Linked DNA regions of Rattus norvegicus: region 1 is linked to region 2. Evidence: chromatin contacts called from public Hi-C data. All regions are on one chromosome and are shown on one strand. Each heading gives the region's core, a stretch centred on a gene start, on an enhancer-like site or on the middle of the called end of the contact. The rest is flanking DNA. Distances are from core to core; before and after follow the strand shown. Region 1 overlaps Rcbtb1 (RCC1 and BTB domain containing protein 1). Region 2 holds the start of Rcbtb1 (RCC1 and BTB domain containing protein 1).

Evidence for each region. A called contact is a pair of places that touch in the nucleus more often than the background predicts.
Region 1: a Hi-C map of liver shows a contact between it and region 2, with 1.9 times the contacts expected there. The contact joins the enhancer-like site here to the promoter of Rcbtb1 in region 2. A contact is called at or near these places in 2 of 12 Hi-C or Micro-C datasets (hepatocytes and liver).

What each region holds. Positions count from the first base shown.
Region 1 is chr15:37,470,122-37,473,759 of GRCr8, reverse strand. It overlaps Rcbtb1 (RCC1 and BTB domain containing protein 1), which reads right to left. Exons shown (of 12, transcript NM_001108380.2): 11 at 3,357-3,487. Among named protein-coding and RNA genes, the nearest start is that of Phf11b, 24 kb to the left of the region's middle. Within about 2 kb of position 1,754, at least 6 of the 93 cell types and tissues checked have an H3K27ac peak or open chromatin away from gene starts, as enhancers often do. A contact at or near this core is called in hepatocytes and liver, where this site is marked.
Region 2 is chr15:37,433,314-37,437,025 of GRCr8, reverse strand. It overlaps Rcbtb1 (RCC1 and BTB domain containing protein 1), which reads right to left and starts at 1,933. Exons shown (of 12, transcript NM_001108380.2): 1 at 1,610-1,933.

The DNA of each region.
Region 1 (3,638 bases), core at 505-3,004, 37 kb before region 2:
GTGAAGGGCTCCTCCCGAGTCCTCTGTAAAAGTGTACCAAGTCTGATGGTATGCATTCCTAAGATGTTCCCCACAGCACTGCTTTTGAACACAGCTACTAAGCTGCATTTCTTTTGTACATTAACTTCAAGTTTCCTTTAAAGGGTGCATGGAGGAGAGAGGCACTGTTACAAAGCAGGTAACTGATTAGAGACTGCCTTCATCTTCTTGGCACATGACCAACGGCATCGGTTACTCTAAAGCTGGGCTTCCAAAATTAGTTTTGTCATCAATTACAATCTCAGTCACTTCTGATCAACTAAGAACATATATAAGAAATGGGTTGGATTTGAACACTCAATTCTATGCTCAATACTATGGTCACTTACTACATTCCAAAATATTAAGAAAAAAATGTAAACATTTACTCATTGATCATATAGTTCAGTATTAAAATCTAAGAAGTATATCATAAGGATTCTACTCCTTTTCCACATTGAATATATCATATTTGTGGAGTTTAAGGTTTGTATGCTATCTTGAATATAGTAAAATGCTGTAAACATATTTGTCCATTCAATATATATTTTTGGTGTTTCAAGCATATCTGATTATTCAATCAGCATGTGTTTTGAGCTCTGGCTCTGCCTGCACACTGACAAGCTCCAGGTAATCACATTCATTTGTAGTCGCTGTAAAGGAACAGTTATTAATGTATTTATACGTAAGTGAAGACGAGCCAAGGACGTGGGCTGCTGCCAGCCGCAGTGGCATGAGTTCTTCCTATACGGTTGGTTTTATTTTTCTTTTTAGACGAGGTCTCACTGTGTAGCTCTGTCTGGACTGCAACTCATTATGTAAAGCAGGCACCTCTGCTACCCAAGATGCTCCTGCCTCTCTGGGCCTGACTGCTTGGATCAAAGGTGCATGTCTGATGATCTTCTCCTCTAAACTTTTAAAGGTGGTTTTAGGTGAAAGTGGGAACAAATTTCCAGTAACAGGATCCAGGCTGTGGGCCTCTAGTCAGGTTGTCCGGGCTGTTTTAAATCAACAGGATTGATCACAGAGCATGGAAAAATGTAGAGAAGCGTAAGAAGAGTCTAGAATCATTCTCCAAAAGGAGAGAAAAGGGCTCTTTGGAGAGTCAGTTGTGTAGGATGGTGTTTTGCTGGGGCAAACACGTGAAGGAGTGTTTTCCTGAAGTGGGCACAGGTGAAAGGCTAAAGGCAGACCTGTGAAGGAACATTTTCTGAAGTGAACATAAAGCAAAAGGATGTTCTGTTAGAGCAAGCACATGAAAGGACACGTGATGAAAGATTCCTTGCTAACCACACGCATGTATTGGTCTGCCTTACACTGTGGAGTTGAGCTCCATTTGTCAGGATGCCATAGAAAGAAACTACACCAAAAGTCTTCTGGTGGTACGCTGTGGCTTCTTGCTGCTTCCAAGGCAGAGTGCTATCAGCTGAGAGAGATACATGCGCTGAGGCAAGCCCAGTGGGGGACACGTGATGTTTGAAGGGAATATAAAAAGGGCTTGAAGGGCAGGAGCGAGGGCTGAGGGAGGTTTGCTTGTGCAGCCAGCTGTGCGATGCTTGCTTGTTGACCTCTTGCTGATCTTCACTTTGCTGAGAGAGGACAGCCCAGAACTTCTCCTGGTGTTCCTGTTGGCCCTGGTCCCTCCTGCTGACTTGTGCCAAGGTTGAGGCTTGGCTGTCTCTGCTAGGTCATGCCACTGATTCGTGCCACGTCGTGCTGCGGATTCATGACTATCCTGACTTGACTGAACTGGACTGCTGATGTATCCATGAAGTGTTTGCCAGTAGCTCGAGCGGCCGTTGCTGACCTGTGAACTGAACTGCTGATATCCGGACAACACAGACAGGAGTTGCTCCAAAGACCATTTCTAAAAAGGCCCATTTGCTCCCACCTTTGGTGGGCTAAAAGGGAGGTTAAAGTGTTTACGAACCATCATTAAAAGTAGGAAGTGAAAAAAATTAAAGTTACAATCAACCTAATTTAAAAGTATACTGTTGTATAAGAAGGAGTCTAGCACAGGCTCCCAGTGGTACAGGAAGGGAGGAAGCAAACCCCACCTCATACTGTTGTATAAGAAGGAGTCTAGCACAGGCTCCCAGTGGTACAGGAAGGGAGGAAGCAAACCCCACCTGTCTTCCATTAGCTACAGCTCACACTAACCACATTTCCATTGTTGTCAGGCCCCAAAGTCAGCTGCATTTGACCTTGTGAAATATTTATTACCATAATAGAACCTCAAGCAAAAATAGGACACATTTTTGAAAATAAAAGGCATAACGGTCAACTTTCCCTAAGTGTCACAGACAGGAAGTCTGTCCTGTTACACCTCAAGAGTCAGAATGCGGGTCTCTGATAAATTCCCAGTTACTGGAGACTGCACTGCCCAATGACAAAACACCTCTAAAAGACAGGCTTCTGGTTACTTAGCGAAGTCAGCCTTTTACTTTTTATGAATCTGTAAAGCTAAGCACATCAGTCTGAGTTCAGTAACGATGCCTCCTGCAGCCTTCCATGCACTGTCTTCACTGTTCAGCAGCATGGGCTGCCATGCATCAGCACACGGTCTGTCAGGGGCAGCTTCTGCTCCAAATCTGCGGCTCTGCTCAGTCAGGAAAGTTCGATGGTGTACACATTCCAGAACACTACTCATCAGATGCTACAAAGCTGAGAAATGCAGACTTGAAATCCAACTAAGTTTAAAGCCAACAAAACAGGAACAGCTGAGATGGCTCAGTGGGTAAGGACATCTGCTGCTTATAACAACTGACTTTGATCCTTGGAGTCTATGGAAAGGTGGGAGAGGAAAACTGACTCCCTTGTTCAAACATGTACACACACACACACACACACACACACACACACACACACACACACACACACAGAGCATGTGCACTAAAAACTTTTAAGTTAAAAAAACAGAGGCAGTACACAGTAAGGTCTTCACATAGGAACTGAGCTACAAGACAGTGACAGAATTCCAGACCCCCACGGATGTAAAGCCAACAGCACCCTGGGCTCCTGACAGAGTGGACTCAACAGCCTCTTCTCAGGAGAAAGAGAGCTGCACTGAGTCAGAAGTCTGGAAGTAAAGCATGCTGCCTGTCAGTCCAGCGGAGCCCAGCATTTTATACTTTCACTGTGCACCCTTCAGCCAGTTACTTAAAAGCAGAAGCAGAAAAACACTGATTCTGGACTGTGAACAGAAATGTGTGAAGCAAAGGCAGATTTCATCTGAGGCTGGCCACTGAGTCACTAAAGGAGGTGAAACTAGCCATGCTGCATCACAGGAGAGAGGGAAGTGGGCTGACGGTGAGGGAGCTGGGGCACGTCTGTGTTACCTCTGCGTCATATCTGACTGCAGCAGAGAACAATGAGAAAGCATTCTCCACAGTGATTCCTCGCTTGATGATGTGCTGACAGAGCCTCTTCAGTCTGTTCTCACAGTACGATGTTGCCAAGTCCAAAAGGCCTACAAGGCAGAAAAAGGACACCTGAGATTTACTCTGTACAATTGCTTCCATAGTAAAAGTAAAAAGGAGACTCACTTCTTTATATTGTTTCTAAAAGGTTAAATGCATTAGAAACTCATCCTTGTCTTAGACCGCTTTCCCATCCTGCAA
Region 2 (3,712 bases), core at 684-3,183:
TTAGTTATGTATTTAGCCAGTTACACAATCTTCACTGTATATTTCTTTGTGATTATAAGATTTAAAGGCTTGTCATCAAAGCATGCTACTAGACATATTGACATGTCTAGTTTGTGCTCAGGTCTCAATCCTGGGACTCTGTCCCCACAATTTATTTTTTCTCATGTATGAGAAAGTTATTCCAGTTAACAGCTGGACACTTGAAACGTTCATGTTTGCAAACTACAGACTTTCCTAACACCTTCAGAGGATTCAGAAAAGACCTTCCAGAATGAACTCCAGTACATGAGTATGATAAAGTGTATGTACTACCACCAAAAGACAAAAGTAGACAGTTACTTGAACTGCTATTCACTATCTAAACTCTAGAATCAGGTAGACTTTGGTAGCTTCAATGCCCAAACTCTTGTTAGTGGCTTTCTCTTACAATCTGAAATTTTACTAAGTGAACGCTGGAGCTTCTCAAATTTCCAAAGTAAATAGAACTCACACCCTAAAATACAAAACGTTTTCTCTAGATAATAAAATTACAGATCGTATACATTCTTTCTTAATATTTATTTATATTTTCTAAAGTTTTCTTCATTTGCCTGTAAATGTTTTGTTTGTTATCAAGACAGGGCTCCTCTGTATAGTTCTGACTGTCCAGGAACTCACTCTGTAGACTTCTTATAAACTGTATATTGTGGCCTAGATATGTTGGATAACTTTAAATTCTGAGTCCACATTGTGAGCCAAATACATAGTAGATAATTATTAACTGATATGTTAGGAAATCTATTCTAGTTTAATGTAGTCCAGCAGTTTTCATCACATTACTGGAAACATGCAAGATAATAAAATGTTTTAAAATTTTAACTATAGATCTTATTAAGAAAGAAAGTGTATCTCAATGTCTTGTCTGGCCTCTAGATTCATAAAAGGCCCAACCTCTGTTTCTTATGCTTCTTTTTAAGTACCAAGACACAGAAAGAACCATTCAATTGCATGATTCTCAGATAAAGATCCCAGACTTCCCAGCTCCTGGAACACACAGGTCCTCCATTTAAAACCTTAGAAGACAAGTTTTAAGCTACAAGCTTCACAGCTTTGGCTTTCTGTATGTTTTCTGAGATTCGTGGAACTTAACCCTTTGGATCATAAGACTTAAAAATCACACAAGAAACACTTCAAAGATGAACACATCACTTCCTCTTCGATAGGCACAAAGAGGGGGAAAGAAAGGGGGAAAAAAAAAAAAAAGCCCGCCCAGAAGTACTAGCAAAGTCACTGGTGCTCACACAATGGAATAAACCCAGGCCCCATATGAAGAGAACCTACATACTGTTGTGATTTTAACTGAAGCCAGAATTTAAACGACTCTAAACTCCCGTCAGGGTCCAAGCATCATCTCCTGCCCGCCGGCATTTCTTGCTTTTGATGCTACCCCCGCTACAGAGCACGCCAGTCCCAGAAACTCCGATTTTTGCCCACCACGAGCTTCAATCCTCGTAGAAACAGGGCAAAGGCAAGGGGGACTACGAATGTTTTTAAAAGCAACATTTATTGTCTTTTCAAACTGCAACCCTCCGCTTCTACGCTCTGCAGCCGTCAGCTGCCCACCGCTAACCTGCGTGCTTGGTGTTCCTCTCCAGTGGGACCGGCAGCGAGTTTCCTCAGAGGCAGGCCGCGGGCAACGCCATTTACTCAGCTCGCCGCCGCACACCTGGGTGAAGTTCCCGCAGGACAGAACGCCGGGGGTGCAGAGTGCGCGTCGCCGAAGGGTCGCGAACGCGCCTGGTGCGCACGGCCCTCGGGAGGGCGCGGACTTCGCAGCGGCCAAGCAAGGCCCCGCCCGGCTCCCCGGCTCGCCGCACCTCCGCCCTGCAGCGCTCTACCTGTCAGGCCTCCGGGCCAGGCCCTGAGCCCTCAGCGCCGCCGCCTTAATGGGCTCCTTCCCCACAGCCCCGGTGCGAGCGCTAGCGCCAGGGCCACCGGTCACGTGGGCGGGTCGCGTCACGTGGCACCGGAGCTGCGCGCGCCCTCCGTCTCCTCAGGCTCCTGCTCCGGTTTTGTTGTAGGCCGGGCCGCCGATGCAGCGCCGGGTCGCGTGGGTCTCCGGAGAGCGCGGGAAGGCGAAGGCGTCCCAGGATGGTAGCGGAGCTTGGCCTTCCTCTCACCCCGCCCTCTCCAGGCCGCTGTTTGTCAGCGCACGTGTCTCCCTGCACGGTCTGAGGAAGGCCTGGACACCTGCGTTAAGCCGACCGAGACAAGGCTCCTGAACGCTGACTATCTGCCCCAGAGCTGTGCTTGTGCTATGCGGGTAAACGGAGGTCCGGAAGGGAGCGACTGCTTTGTGCTTCATGCGTTTATCAGAAGAACACTTAATGAGTTGTAGGAACCCCTACTGCCCTAGGCTCTCCCATTTGGCACTAGAGACCAAAGTCTATACTTCCTGGCACCCAGCATCCAAGCAACCTTGTTCAGACTCACCTTTTCCCCAGTGGTAAATGCAAAATCCTTTGTTTTCTGTTTACCACTAAACAGATTTGGTCCTACAAAAACCCTACCGTCAGCCTTTATTTTCCCCGACTACAACGTGGCTTTCCCCCATAGAGAATTCTTGTTTCTCTTGAGTACTTTCGGTAGATTACATTTTTTCTTCCTTAAATTGCTGTAGACCTCCCTGGACTTTTCATTCTTTTGCCTTGATCTCAAATGTTCGGAATCACCATCTCCTTTCTTGAAAAACAAGGAGGAAGAGATTAAAAACAGATTTTACTTAGAAATGGTTGCAATATAGTAATTGAGCCCTATTTTATACTCTAAGGTCTCTTTCCCTATTGTACTTGTCCCTGAGTAAAATCTGTTTTTGTTTTTGTTTTTTTTTTTAACTAATGTAATGACTCTGGCTCTGTTTCTTTTTCTAACATTTCCCATAATATTCATCGGTCTCCTCTCATCTTTCAAAATTGTCGTCAGACACCACCTACTCTTCCTGCAGATTCATTATCTTCAGTCATTGTTTATTCAGGTAGCCTCAGCTGCAACTTCTCTAGTTTCCCTAACACTACATACTCAAAACAGGGATTTCACCATGCAGGGAAATGTAATACTGTGCATTTCCTCTAAGATTAAGTATTGTCACCTGATCTCACACATTATGAACTCTTCATATCAGATCTGTATGGTCTTACTACAGTAACTCACAGCTGGCTAGATTCTCACTATCAGCCAATGGAGTAGCTCCACCAGAAGAATGGAAATTTGGGAGACTTGAGGGAGGATAGAAATGGAAAATTGTGGGGACATAGGGAAGAAAGGAGTCCCTTACCACAGAGTCTTTCTGATACCTTTTGCCAGCTGCCAATAGAGTACAATTAATGTTTGTGCTGAAGGTTGCCTACAGAAAGACATTATTCCTGTCATATAGGAATATTTTCAAGTAAGAATGTTAAAATACCAATGAACTGTAAGGCTTGAATGTATCTGACATTAGAAGACCACCTTCTTTCCCAGATATTTTGTAGATATCTCAAATGAGAATCTTTCTCTCTGTGTGTCTCTGCCTTTTTGTCTTCCCCACTGCCCGTGTGTGTGTGTGTGTGTGTGTGTGTGTGTGTGTGTGTGTGTGTGTGTTGTATGTATGTGTGGGAGTGCATGTGTGCCCAAATGTGGATGCAGGCAGATTTCATTCACAATGAAATATTAACTTCTGTAAACACTGAAAACA